2 separate regions of the Mus musculus genome follow, and region 1 is linked to region 2. A link is a contact called in public promoter capture Hi-C data. All regions are on one chromosome and are shown on one strand. The core of a region is the stretch at or near the end of the contact, and the rest is flanking DNA. Distances in the headings are between cores, read along the strand shown.

Evidence for each region. Promoter capture Hi-C pulls out the DNA fragments that hold promoters and counts their contacts.
Region 1: a promoter capture Hi-C map of liver shows a contact between it and region 2. The contact joins the promoter of Pkdcc here to the enhancer-like site in region 2. A contact is called at or near these places in 3 of 39 promoter capture datasets (3T3-L1-derived adipocytes and liver), 12 of 484 Hi-C or Micro-C datasets (the N1E-115 cell line, liver, nephron progenitors and 1 more), 7 of 115 datasets of contacts at active chromatin or transcription factors (bone marrow-derived macrophages, embryonic fibroblasts, embryonic forebrain and 3 more) and 1 of 9 other capture datasets (adipose tissue).

Annotation. Positions count from the first base shown.
Region 1 is chr17:83,210,737-83,218,415 of GRCm38.p6, forward strand. Pkdcc (protein kinase domain containing, cytoplasmic) reads left to right here and starts at 4,547. Exons shown (of 7, transcript NM_134117.2): 1 at 4,547-5,368. The coding sequence starts at 4,730. Gm34686 (a long non-coding RNA gene) reads right to left here and starts at 4,398. Exons shown (of 3, transcript XR_001782234.2): 1 at 1-4,398.
Region 2 is chr17:83,174,781-83,181,571 of GRCm38.p6, forward strand. No RefSeq gene overlaps it. Among named protein-coding and RNA genes, the nearest start is that of Gm34686, 37 kb to the right of the region's middle. Within about 2 kb of position 4,196, at least 28 of the 459 cell types and tissues checked have an H3K27ac peak or open chromatin away from gene starts, as enhancers often do. A contact at or near this core is called in 3T3-L1-derived adipocytes, the N1E-115 cell line, adipose tissue and 2 more, where this site is marked.

The sequences.
Region 1 (7,679 bases), core at 3,297-5,796, 36 kb after region 2:
CCTGAGCTGTGGCTGCAGCTGAGCTGGAAGGAGCAGCTGGCTAGAGCAGGCCTTGGCAAGAGCTGGCGTGGGGAGCTACTCCATCACAGGGTCTGGTGCCTGCTGGGGAAACAGCATAAACAGGCCAAGCTGTGGGAGCACCAGGAGCCCTCAGAACATTCTGGTTCCTGGTTTGAGAGGGAGACTTGTTTCCTGACATAGTTAAGGAGCTGAGGGGCTCGAGTTTCCAGGCAGAGTCCCACTCAAGGAAGCAAAGCTGTGTCCAGAAAGCTGGGGTCCCCTGAGCACAGCTTTCTCCATCTTTGTCTGACTACCTCTCTTGAGATTCCAGGCCTTTAGCTGTCCATGTTTCTGCCCCTTAATCATCTCTATTCAGGCTTTCTCATTTCCCCATCCCCATCTCCCATAACCTTGGGGACTCTGATGTGGGGCTCCTCTATGTCCTGTGTGTAAGAAACCTGTCATTGTCTGTTTTTGTTTTTGTTGCTATTTCGTTTTGTTTCTGTAGCTTGGAAAGGTGAGCTTCACTTCTTCACTCAGGGAGGTGGACACCGGGTGAAGGAAGCAGGCTGTGGCCACCTCACCCTCCATCCTTTCGAAATCAGTCCCGCTCCCTGAGGACCTGGCTCCAAGAAGGACATAGCTGAGGCTGGGACTCTTGGTTACTGTGGTATCAGAAGGCTGGGTCCAGGCCTTCTGGCAACCATTGCAGTGTACAGGAGAGTCAGTCTGATGAACTGCTTGCCGCTCTGCTGATTCCGGGGAAAGACAATACTCCAACTCAAAGGGAGCCTGGAAGGCCGAGGGATTTCTCCCGTGGAAAACCAGGGGTAACGGAGCCAAAGTTGCTTCGGCCTTGAAGAAGAATCGCAGACAAGCACATTGTCTAGCACAGCAAACATGTCTGTTTGCTATAATTAATTATATAATTACACATACTGAGGACTTACCATAATACAGAGAAGGGTTGACTACCTTGTCTACGGAATGTCAACTGGGACATTACTCCAAATCCAGAGTTCTTTACGCAGCCTTTCCTAGACCTGAGCAAGGGATTCTGTACATTCTTAAAGGAAAGAAAGCCACAGAATTCCAACAATACATCCTCCAGGGCCCTGCATACCCTGGTAATGGAAGGATTGTCTTTACTTTCTATAAAATCTTGCACATGCAGCTGAGACAAAGGAAGGGACCAAAGGACCAGGAGAAGGCACTTCAGGAAGGTAGAAGATGGCCTGGAAGAAAGCACCTGCCTCAGGCTGAGGAGTGTAGCTTTCTTCCGGCTGGTGGAAAGTTGGGGTGCCAGGCTGCATAGAGGGCTACCGGAAGCCCATGGAAGCCTGAGTTACCAGTTCAGCTCATCCCCTGGTTGTTTTGAGAGGAAAACAATTCTCCAACAGAGGCATTAGCGACCTGGGTTGAAAGAAACGGAGTTCTTCAACACGGGCAAGCTGGGAGGATGTGATGTCCTGAAGAAAGAAATTACCGATGAACTATTTCCCAGAAAAGGTGACCTTTTAGAGTCTAGGCCAGCTGCTTCCTTCCCAAGCACTGGTGTCTGACTAGTGTGTGGAATTGGGGGAAAAGGAGGAAAGAAAGAAAACATAGCAAGTCTAAAGCATGAAGCCTTGTTGAGCTAATGCTGGTCTGAAGGCTCTTGTGTGTGGTGAGGAGTCTGGTAAAGAGTGGGATCAAGAAGATGCTGCTGTCTGAAAGCTGTTGAGAAAACAGAACCAGGGCTGAGCTGGACACTGACCCGTGAGGCCCAGGCTATGGTGTGGGCCCTGAGCTGGACACAGGCCTGTGAGGCCCAGGCTGTGGTGTGGGCCCTGAGCCGGACACAGGCCTTTGAGGCCCAGGCTGTGGTGTGGGCCCTGAGCTGGACACAGGCCTGTGAGGCCCAGGCTGTGATATGGGCCCTGCCTAGCCTGTTTTTGAGTGGCTGGGCAAATAAAAATGAGGAAACAGCAGGATTGCATAGTGTTTCTGTTTTCCAATTCTTTGAAACAACTCCTCTTCCTGGGTGGCACACACACACACACACACACACACACACACACACACAGACAGGCAAACAATCAAAAATTGGTTAAAGTCTGTCAATTCAGAAACTCTAATTGGTTCAAAGCTTTGATCTCTTCCTTTTAGGAGCAAAAATCCTATTTCTGTGGCTGAGCATGCATGTCTTGATGTCTATGTGTCTCCCTGGGGGCTGAGGGAAACAGTAAATGTGAGTCAATACAACTGAAGGGTCGCTGTTTCTCTACATGAGGACCCTGCTTTCGGGGTTCTGGGTAGGCACCAGGCGAACACTGGTGCCTATTTCTCTGGCCCTGTTGTGCACTGAACTTTCAAACCATAACAGAAACACCAAAGCTTGGCAGAGATATCACAGGAATAATTATCTAATTTCAGAACATGTTATTATAATACCTACATGATGTGTAATGAAGTTAACAATGTTCACATTCTATTCACCAACTCTGAGCTGTACACTCACGATGCCAAATCCTTCCCCACGGACGCTTCTCCGAGACATGAACATGCAGAGGATCTGAAGAAAGCTTTTCAAGAAATATGCCACACACATACACAGTGTTTGGTTGTGCAGCCATCAGAGGTGAAACCGCCAGAAGTCAAACCTCTCCTGGGCATGGTAGCTAGCTGGTCCTCACACTTCTTGAGTAGACACTGTAGAACTAGCAAGGGAATAGTAGTCACGTTGGGGTCACCCAGGCAGACAGTCTTTCTTTGACTCATCTGTGGGCCAGGGCATTTCTGATCCCCCCCCCCAGCTCCCTTCCCTGGGGTGCTGGGTCTAGATGAGGCTCAGTGAAGGGGACTGTTTGCTCCTGTTCCCTGTTGACTTTAGCCAGTAGCTATGTTTACAAACCCAGGTTGGTTTTCCCAGCACAGTTAATTAGACCAAAGACATCTGGTGTGAGGGCTGGGGAGGGCATCTGCTCAGACAGCCCCCTCCCCAACCTCCCAGCAGCTATGGGCCAGAGCTGGGCGGGGCAGCTTAAACAGGAACAGACCTATAGCGCACACTCCATCAAACCCACCCAAATCTCTCAGGGGGAATCATGGCCTCCTTCAACCTGCCTTTCCCATGACGAATAACTCAGCATGGTCCCCACTTTCTGAGTTTTAGGGGACCAAGAAGTCAGTCAGAGCCAGAAGGCCTACCTCAGTGCGATCACAGGCTGAACTTCCAAAAGAGCTAGCCGCAAGTTTTATTCCCTGTCACAGAGTTCCTCCCTGCGTTGGATAGGAACAGGAGACCTCTTGAGGGAAAACCCCTCCTTCCTAGAAAGCCCCTCAGAAAGGCGGCTCTGGATTCTTTCTCCAGCCCCTAAATTTTACCCCATATGCCGTCGCTCCAGCCGAATCCACGGCACTGCAGGAAGAGAGATAACTTTTTCCTGCCCAGAGCAAAGCAGGAGGGAGCCTGAGGAAGTGAGACGACCTCGGTGGACAGTTTCAGTGCCCTAGGGAAGTGGAGAGCCACGAGGGGGAGGGGCGGCAGCTTATCTCGCAGGAGGGGGGAGCTCACTCCAAACAGCTAATGCACTGGCGTGTGAAAGCCCCTCAATTAGCACTAATGATGCAATCAGGGAGGGAGGAGGAGGGACCAGAAGTTCTGATGGAGTCAGCACTAACACACAGGGCACACACTCACTCCCATCCTAGAGACACAGTAGCCCCTCGGGACATGCGGATGCACACATTCCACAGACAGATGTGCGTGGACACTAATGCACTCGCTGTATACGGTTCCGACCCCCTACTGGCGGGTCAAAGATCGAGGTTCTCGGGGATGGGGATGGAGCTGTGTTGTCGAGATGTGGGGATTCGGGAACCAGGAAAATCAGAAAGTCCTGGTAGAAGACAGTTGAAAAAAAAAAAGAATTCTTCCGAAACCTCCTGATTAACTCTGAGACCACAGTCCCCACCCCTCGCGCTCTCGCAGGTGCGGGGCAGCCTCCCCAGTGCGCCGCCCTTCATCACACCCTGAACCCGGGCTGTCCCAGAGCAGCCTCACCCGCAGAAGGAGGAACCCCTGCGCACTGCACTGCAGCCCCGACTCCCCACCTCCCCCAGGAGGCAGCGTGTACCCCTGAGATCCCCGCACCCGGGCCTTGGCGGCTTGCCCCTTGGAGCCCGTTACCCGCCGGCCTCGCCCCTCCAACTCCCCGCACCAGGTCGGCCAGCTCCGCTTTCGGCCTCCGGGTCCCGTTATCCAGCCTGGCCTCGGGCTTGGAAGCCCTGCGCGCGGCCGCCCCCTCCCCCTCCCCCGCTCCCCAACCCGAGCTCGGGGGGCCGCGCGCCGGGCAGGGCCGGAGCCGCCTCCGCGCCGCTTCCCAGGCCCGGCTGGCCGCGGGAGGAGGTCCCGCTGTCAGTCAGCGGGGAAGGCCGGCCCGGGCGGCCAGAGGGGGCGGCGCCGAGGACTGGCTCGGCCGGGCGCGGGGAGGCGCTGGCGGAGGGGCGGGCGCGGGGGTGGCTCCGGGCCTTATAAGCGGCGGGGGCAGGGCGGGAGGGAGGCAAGTGTCAGGCCGATGTGCCGCCCGCCGGGGGCCGGGGTCGGGGCTGCCCGGGCCATGCGCGCGGGCTGGGCAGGGGGCCGGCGCGGCGCGAAGCCGAGTCGCCTCGGAGCCTGAGCCGCCCGGGGCCGGGGCCGGGGCCGGGGCCGGGGAGCGGCGCGCGGCCGGCCGGGGGGAGGGGAGCGATGCGGCGCCGGCGGGCGGCCGTGGCCGCTGGTTTCTGCGCCTCCTTCCTGCTGGGCTCCGTCCTCAACGTGCTCTTCGCACCGGGCTCGGAGCCTCCGCGGCCAGGCCAGTCCCCGGGGTCCTCGGCAGCCCCGGGCCCGGGCCGTCGCGGGGGCCGTGGGGAGCTGGCCCGGCAGATCCGGGAGCGCTACGAGGAGGTGCAGCGCTATTCCCGCGGGGGGCCGGGGCCGGGAGCGGGCCGGCCAGAGCGGCGGCGCCTGATGGACCTGGCTCCGGGCGGGCCGGGCCTGCAGCGTCCCCGGCCCCCGCGGGTCCGGTCCCCGCCCGACGGCGCTCCGGGCTGGCCCCCTGCTCCCGGCCCGGGCTCCCCCGGCCCGGGCCCGCGCCTAGGCTGCGCCGCGCTCCGCAACGTGTCTGGCGCGCAGTACGTGGGCTCAGGCTACACTAAGGCTGTGTACCGGGTCCGCCTGCCCGGCGGCGCCGCGGTGGCGCTTAAAGCAGTGGACTTCAGCGGCCACGATCTGGGCAGCTGCGTGCGCGAGTTCGGGGCGCGAAGGGGCTGCTATCGCCTGGCGGCCCACAAGCTGCTCAAAGAGATGGTGCTGCTGGAGCGGCTGCGGCACCCCAACGTGCTGCAGGTACGACAGTGGGGTTCCGGGATGAGGGGGCTGGCTGGCCACTCTGAAAGACTCCTTGGTCTTACGGAGTAAATAAGTCTCAGGGCGTCCAAGACTGCCCAGTTGCAGCTAGGTGCAGAACCCAGATTAGGGAACCACACTCAGCACCACCCTGCCGGGGTCTCTCACCCTTTGGGTAGAACCCTGTACCAGCTTAAACGCATCCCGTAAAGACAGAGGCAAGGACCAGAAGGGTCCCAAGCTGGTGATAAGGCAGTGATTAGGAGTTGTGACCACAGAGGACCCTGCTGCTGGCTAAAGCTGGTGGAGTATTATCTCCAGTCATAGTGACCTCAGGTCCAACTCCAACATCCAGCTTCAGTCAGCTCCCAGATGCAGAAATAGGATCCCCCATATTGGTAGAGCCTGAACCATACTTTTTTCAAAGTCCAGCGACACGTCTGGCTTTGGAGGTGATGTTAAGCCTCAGTGGGTATGGGAGGGGCCCAAAAGGAGACCATGGATCTGACTTGATCTTCAGGGAGACCCTCATTTCTCACTGGGCTCACAGGCCATTGAAAGGGATAAAAGAGGCCAGAAAATACACAGCCTTTCCCAGAAGTGACCACAGGCTTCCCTGGGACTTCAAGTGGGTCCAGCTGAACCACAGGGGAAGCCTCAGGATTGTAGGCCAGAAGACTCCAGGTCTGCTAGTATGAATACCACACTCTTGCAAGTGTGCTTAGCCAAGAGGCTAGACGGTTCAAAAAGCTAGATGCATACTTTCCTAGCGAGAAACTCTGTCCTTGTTCATTGGGGGCACAGGCAAGAAGGATGCACCCCCACATCTCGTCCATCCAAGGTTGCATTTAGAACAGACCTTCACAATGCCACCGCCATCCAAACATAAACCCACTTCCCCTCTCTGAGTTCTCTGCCTTGGATAAGACTACTTACTCTCTATGCATATGTGTGAGGTGACTGAAAGGGGACCCCTGACTGCTCTTGGCTGGGTAACATAAGTGTGTGCAACCCCCCCCCCAGCTGTCCATACCACCCACCCACCCTCAGAGTCACTTTTCTATACCCAAAGAGCTGGCCAGAGGCACAGCAGTCCATCTTTTCTTCCCTCAGCACTGAGAAGGGGGCCCCAGGCCTCGAGGGATCTGTGGACCACAGAATAAAGAGGCCACAATACTACTTGTACTCCTAGTGGCTCCAAGTCTCCCTAGAACTAATGCCCCCAGTCCTGGCCATACTCTTGTGACAAGTTCTGTCAAGGTCCCAGGCCCTGCATTTGGTCCCAAACACCCATTGTGTGTGTTTATGTCTGGCTGCATGGCTAACACTGTGACTGGAGCTTAAGGGAGTGAGCGGCTGGTTACGTGGCCATTCTAACTGGGAGGATCTTGGTTGTTTTTTTTTTCCCTCTTCTGGGTTCTTGGGAATTTTCTGGAAACCCTGAGGTGCCAGCCAGATTCTGAGGAGGATGGAGAGGCCTTGACCAAGTGACTTAGCGGGGCATTTGGTGTTTGTTAACTGTTCAAGGCCATTTCTCAGGACAGGTTTGTCATTCAGTTGGGCCTTCCTAGCCATAGGGATTCCTCCCTTGATGGCCTCACCATGCATTTCCACCATGCATTTCCACCGACTACACCTACAACCAGATCCACAGAGTGGTCCTTGTCTGTAACGTTGCCCCCACCCCCCACCCCTAGTAATGAGGGCACCAGAGAAAGACAAGACATTACAAGGGAACATGTCTCGCCCATGCCTTCTCCAGCATGGCATCTCTCAGGATTGTTTGTGAGACTTCCAGTCTGAGGAGCGAACACCCCTAGGACAGAAGGATTTCGAGTCCTAGAGAAAGTGGAAGTCCCTAGGGGACTTGGGGACAGCTTTGGGGATGAGATCCTCTCATTCGTTCTCTGACCACCACGCCATGTCCCTTCTGACTTCTTCAGTTAGGCTGCCTCTGTGGCCAGCACAGCCTGCCGTGGGTCTTCAAAAGACTCAGAAGGCTCAAAAGGCCTTAGAACGGTGTGTGCCGGGAACTAGACACCACGTTGTTTTAATAGCTCCTAATCATTTAAAAGTTCAAAACCGTTTGACTGTTTGCTGACCTAGGGAGGAGCCAGAGGACTTTCTAAAGTATGGCAGGCTCCTGAGACCCAGCTCTGGGTAGCCTGAAGTTACACTGTGGGCTCTCCTAGTGGAATACAGGGCAGCCATGGAGGGCCACTGTGCCTTGCCCAGCACAGACTCTGGCCACCTGGGGATCTTCCTGTCTTTTGGACCCTCTTTATTCTCCACATACTTTCTTCCTCCCAGG
Region 2 (6,791 bases), core at 2,946-5,445:
CTTCTCCTCAGAGGACTCTGGCTGATCATCTGCTCAGGCATTAGGTTCATTCTGCTTCCAGCTTTGAGCCAAACACACAGTAGAGAGATATGTGGAAGTCTAGAGTGGAATCTGCTCAGTGAATAAATGGATGGGTGAGTTAGCTAATATATGAGCGGACAAATGAGTGACTGGGGATCACTCCATAACTTCTGTCGTCCTTCAGGAAGTTAGGTGCCTTGTCTCCTCAAATGTCAAGAATGTGCAACGCCCAACAATCAGGGGTGCCTGCAATGCTGCTGCACGGGTGTACAAGGGACCCAGGTGATATCTTTGCCTCCAAACTGGCACGTCCTCAGGAAGCAGACCTTTCTAATAACAGTTGAGAAGTCTCTCTCGCCTTTTCTCTCTTAGTTCCTTAGATTTGAGAATTACAGAAAACTAAAGAGATCCCCCCAAAATTGTCATACCTCCACCTCATGGCTCATTGAGGAGGCTTTGAAATTTAGCTAATAACAGCAACCTTGACAGGGAGTCGAATTTACCCTCTCCGCTCTGGCAGATACTCTTGTAACACTTAACTGTCCGAATTGCTTTTCTATCACTGTGGTAAAGAATCATGATCAAGGTTTTCCTTGACACATCGTGCTCAAGGATAGTGCTAGAGAGCTCTGGGGGCAAAAGCTTCCTATCCCCCGGGGAGGTACACTCCCTTCTCAATGGAAAGGCAGGAATCAAAGATCAAGGTCATGATAGCGGAAAAGACAGTCATGAATCAACCCATTCTTGACCTAAGCTAAGAACACATGGGGTCAGCTGCCACCCGATGTGTCCCCTGCCATTTGAACTCTCTGTGTGTACTCCACTATGAAGTTCTACTCTGGGACACAGTCAAGTCAAACATCTTTGGGCTCAAAGTAAAACCACTTAAACAAAATCACGACAGCTTATCAACTCCTATTTAGAGGTAAAAGCGCCTCAGAGGGAAGTATCCCAAGTAGAGGGAGAATTTAGAGAATATTTCCCACATGGTTTGTTTTGAAAGACAGGAAGCCCAGAGTAAACACCCTACAGCCCTTGGGGGCCAAAAAAAGGGGGGTCTAAGCCTGAGTTTAACCTTTTGGGTGCTGGAGTGGGCTGTAGAGCTGTCAGTGGGCAGGAAAGATCACACAGCTGGAACCTGGCTCTGTCCTGGAGCTGGATGACATAACTCAGCAAGTGTGTCAGATCTTCTTCCGATTTCTGTTTGTCTTTTGTTTTGATGGCCAAGAGTTATCTAGCTTCTATTCATTTTTTTTTAACCTCCATGGTGGCTATGATCATTAAGTTCTGTGCTCTCACGTTTGTGCAAATTAAAACCCATATTTCACTAGTGAACAGACTCAGCGCCTGCTGGAAATGTAAAAACACTAGTAATAAGAAGAATAATCGCAATAACAACTTTTTCTTTATTTCTTTTTAAAATTGCCAGGGCCACTGGGGGTGGGGGTGGGGTGGCAGCGGCACACCTTTAATCCTAGTTGTGCGGCAGAGTCAAATGACTTTCTGTGAGTTGGAAGCCAGCCTGGTCTACAGAGCAAGTTCCAGGACAACCAGTGCTGTTACATAATGAGACCCTGTCTTGGGAGGGAAACCCAATTGCCAAGGCCTAAAACCTGATTACCCAACTCACTCAGAAGACACTAAGAGAAAGGGCATTGAGATTTTTCTTCACCAAAGCTATAGGCCTTTTTGCCTCTGTGAAATCTGCATCTGGAAAAGCCAGCACCAAGATGCCCATGCCAAAAGTCAAATTTCGCGTGACTTTAGTCAGTCATGTTCCAGCTGTGGCAACAAGAGGGTCTTCCAGGCCTCTTATCCGGCAAGCAAACTGGTGCGTAAAACTAACAGAGCCGTCTTAACTCCCAAGGAAATTTAAGAAGAGAGTGAGTCAACCCTTCTGGAGATAGAGACTTCTTGCTGGGCTTTGGCTGGGACATCATCGACTTCAACTGTAAGGGAAGGTCTTTCCCACGGAAGTGCAACCATGGCATTTGCTGCTGAATTCAAAGCAAGAGCAATGTAGTAAACATTTGGAAACAACCCCACACACACTTGGATTTATTGACTAGTTAAATCTTTAATGGTTAAAGTTAAAAGACCCTTTATTTCAATGGCCTGGTGATTTGCACAGCTGGAATGTTGCCTTTTAATATATTCACATTGCAACAGAAAAGCCAGAGTGACCAGGATGCTGACTTTCTTGTTTGCTTGGCCCCAAACCGATCGGAAGCTAGCACCAGATCCTTCCTTGCATCTGGGCTCCCCTCTTCACCCCAAGCTAAGTACAGAGAGGGAAGAGGAAACACACTGCCTGGGGCTATCCCAGGTCTCCACCCCATGATGCTGAGAAATTAAGGAATGCTTAGGGGGCTGCCTCCTCAGAGCCTCGCTCTCTGGGTCATTCCTGCTTGGGTGAGTGGTCTGGCCAACACTGCCTAAGGGACTGCACATGATTCTCTGGAAACTGACCATGTGGTGAAAGAAGAATAAAAGACGTCAACAGAAGAACAGGGTGTGCTGGACAGTTTCGTGTCAACTTAACTCAAACTAGAGTCATCTGAAAGGAGGGAGCCTCGATTAAGAAAATCCCTGCAAAAGACCTGACTGTAGGCAAGCCTGTGGGGCATTTTTAAATTAGTGACTGATGGGAGAGGCCCTGTCTATTGTGGGTGGTGTCACCTCTGGGCTGGTGGTCCTGGGTTCTATAAGAAAGCAGGTTGAACAAGTCATGAGGAGCAAAGCAGCAACCCTACATGGCCTCTGCATCAGCCCCTGCCTCCAGGCTCCTGCCCTGTGTGAGCTCCTGTCCTGACTGACTTCAATGATAGACTACAGTGTGGAAATGCAAGCTAAATAAACCCTTTCCTCCCTAAAGTGCTTGTGGTCGTGGTGTTTCATAACAATAGTGACCCTGACTTAAGACGTGGGGTTTGAGAAAAGACTTGGAAATAATGGAAGGCGTTGCTATGATGCTCAACCGCCCGTTTACTCTGTGTCACATTGTTTCAAGTTGCTTTCCAGGAAGGACTCCCTTAGTTGGCAGAGGACATAGGTTCTATTCCCTGAACCCACATGATAGGTCACAACCATCTATAACCATTTCCAGGCGATCCAACAGACACGTACATGGTAACGTCATTCATGCAGGCAAAGCACGCATACACACAAAGTAAAATAAGTCATCTTTTTAAAAATGGGTGGGGGAGGGACTGAAGCGCAGTGCACAAAATTAAACGGTTTGATAAGTTTTGAAAGACAGGGACTCAGACAAAGTGACTGGTCAGCCTACAGCCTCCCTGAGGGCTTCCCGGGGATACAGTGGGCATGTTGCAAATCTTTCACTGAGCTGAGCCACTGGCAAAGTCAAACCACTAAGGATGTTGTTTTTAGGAAGTCATGCTGTCCACAAATGCAGAGCGCTGCTTCATGTAGTCCTTCTCTGTGTACCTGAGCACACAAACGACACCCTGACAGAGGGAGTCACTCACTCATCTCACAGGCACGCGGCTTCAGAAACACACCTGGGAACCAACACTTCCACACAGATGCACTGACACACACACATCTTCTAGTACCACACATGAGCGCATGAGCGCACGCACATCAAATGGTCCTTTAGAGCTCATCCACTTTTTTGTTCCTCAAAGGTTAACCGATGTCTGCTGTCTGCTATGTGTCCATGTGGTCATGGTAAAAATAATGCCCAGGCCCACAAGACAAAGAAGAAATAGACAGGATGGTCCCCCCAGCCCTTCCAGCTGCCTGTCCTGGGAAGTCCAGGCTCTCATCCTTCTTAGGATAAAAGGATGACCAACTCAGCCTCTGTCAGTGACCTTTAACAGTTCAAGGTTAAAGGTCAAACCTTGGTCTTTGGTTACCAATGGCTCTCTCAGCTTGCAGGATGAAGGCTGTAGACCACAGCAGGGGTCTGAGTTGTTCTTATTAAGGAAGCTTGATTGCTACGTGGAGAGAGGAGAGACGTGATGAAACATACTGGGCTCGAGGTGAATTTTATAACTCTTCAGCACTAATATTTCTCATATGGAGGCTCAAGGACATTCACAAGGTTTTTAATTTCAAGGCCATTTTGCTTTTTTACGGAGTTTGATGTTCTCTGCACTAACTCCGGTTTAATAATTGACAGAGGGCCAAGCTGCCTACGGTGGCACCTGGAGGTCTGTTCAGCTGGACAGCCAGGCCACTCAGTTCACGTCACCCACAAAGTCATACGGTCTATCCCCTGGCACAAGAGACCTTGCCAACTGCAGGAAGTTGCGAAATAAAAGAAATTTTTCAAATAAAAAGATGTCAATTTAACAGCCAGGGACCTGGAAACAGATGTTTCTCCCCTAGACCAAGAGCCGCCCACCCGCCCACCCATCCGTCCTCCGGGTTTTCAAAGTCAGTTCTTGTCAGGTGCCCTGGTTAAGAGGGAGAATTAATGAGCTGTGCTCCATTTTATGGCTGTGGTCTGATGTGGGAGCTGCATGCAGAGGGCTTCACGGACAGGCCAGCCAGGCCCCCAGCCCTTCCTCCATAGCTCAACCCTGATCAAAGCAGAGAGCAGCTCAGCTTTTATAGCAAAATGATTAAAACCATGTGGGGCTTGTTTCCTCACACGTGACCTCCTGACAAAGGGCATGGGGGACAGAAGAAAGGTGAACCCAGGGGTCTGTAGGCCCAGGGAGGAGCAGGACCCAAGAGGCAGAGAAGATAGAAACACACAGACACACATACACATGCACATGCATGCGTGTACAACCACACACACACACACACACACACACATACACACACACATGCATGCACACATGCACATGCACACACATACATGCACACACTGTTTTACATGGACTAACAGGAACATAATCATCCGCATAAATAAATGCTGTTTCCTTGAAAGATGAAACAGCCCCTGCACTCAGCCAGAGGGCCTAATTAGCCAGGATGCTCGGCCCACATCACTACATGGATAAATAAATAATTCCTAGTTACTTGATCATGCGTAGTCCTTGTAGAAAGCAAAGCTGGATTGTGCTCTCAAAATGAAACCCCTTGACTCTGCTGTGTATAGTGATGAATTTCTCTGTCACCTCTGGTCCTGGGCAACGTCACTGCACTTGAAAAGGACAATTCCTACATAGACTGACTGGATCTATCTGATGGCCTGTTCGATTACCTTGTATCCATGTGTCATCGCCTTCCCCTTGCGCCAGGACTGGATTTAGTGACTTTACTCCCAGTGAAGACAATGAAGCAGAGACAATGTCACATTGCATCAGCAGGACCAGGACACGTGTTCTGGTGCTGAAGGGAGCCAGATGCCACATGATGAACTGAAGCACAATATGTCCACAAGGCAAAGAGACCCAAGAGACTCTGCCGAACCAGTACAACAGCCCTCACCTCCCTTTCCAATCCAAACCACAGTGTGAATACAGCCCTAGGTGATGCTAGGGTAGCAGCCATCTCAAACCTAAGCTGTGCCTGAACCCTGACCCACGAGAACACTGGGGTAACCAGATTGCTATTTTCACTGCTAAATTCCGGGAGGGAGGCGACTTGTTTGTCAGACATAGATAACTAACATGCCTACCTGCTCCTTTTCCACAGCAGAAAGTCACAGTTCTTGAGTCTTTTCCTCTGTCTAGCACAACACTGATGCTCTCTTAGCTACTCTAAGACACGAGAGCAAAGTCCCATAGTGTACTGCGAAGTCCAAGATCAAGGCGCCAGAAGATTCTGTACCTGGTAAGGACCCCCTCTCTGCTTCATAGATGGAACATCGTATCTGTTCTTAACATGGCAAAAGACACATAGCAGCTCCCTGGAGCCTCTTACCAATGAGCATCAATCATTTAATAAGGGAGCCAACGCTATGACTCCATCGCCTCCCTCCTAACACCATGGCCTCGAGGGGATTAGGATTTCAATGTCTGGGTCTGGGGGTGGGGGAACAAAAACATTCAAATCACACTAGTACTCACCAATTATCCACTAAATAAATAGGTTAATGAAAGTAGAGATCTCTGGCTTTCTGGACATCTACTATTAGACAGCAAGGACTCCATTGGCACTGTCAATAACCCTTAGGACAGGCTCTTTACGGTCAGCATCAGTGATGCTCATTTTATAGAATGTAAAACCTGATGCAGAGTGAGAACTCCGCTCTTCAAAGCCGGAAGCTAGCACAAGCAGAGCTGGGATTTGAGCTGCTGCCCTCTGCTCTGCCCCCTCTCTCCTGACCTGGATGCCTCTTTGCAGTTAAAGAACACCCAACATACCAGTACCAGCTCATCTTCACAATGACCCTGGAAAAGAATTGTAATTATCACCGCTGCCTCGACAGCTATGGGAATCTAAGGTCAGGGAGATAAAGGCATCTGCTGGAGACGACAGAAGAACCAGCATTTATTTCTTCAATGCATTCAGGACACATTTGCTGGGCAGCATCCAGACTCCGTGACTAATAGGGTGTGGTCCCCTCAATTTCTCTGGATCCCCACTCTCCCAGAGATACTCATCTATGTTAACTGCTGGCAGCCAGGCATGGGCAAGCTCAAGGGAGATGGGTAAGTGAGAAGGGAACGTGGAAACACGGAGTGGAAAAGAGGCTACCGCTACAGACAGAGCTTTGAGAAATTCCCTTTTATCCTCAAACCTCATCTCCATCCTCTACCCACAACTATCCATATGCATCATTGTTGTGTTCCTTTAAAACAAATAGTATTTTTAATTGATATAAATAATGGCCCATGAGATACCTCCTT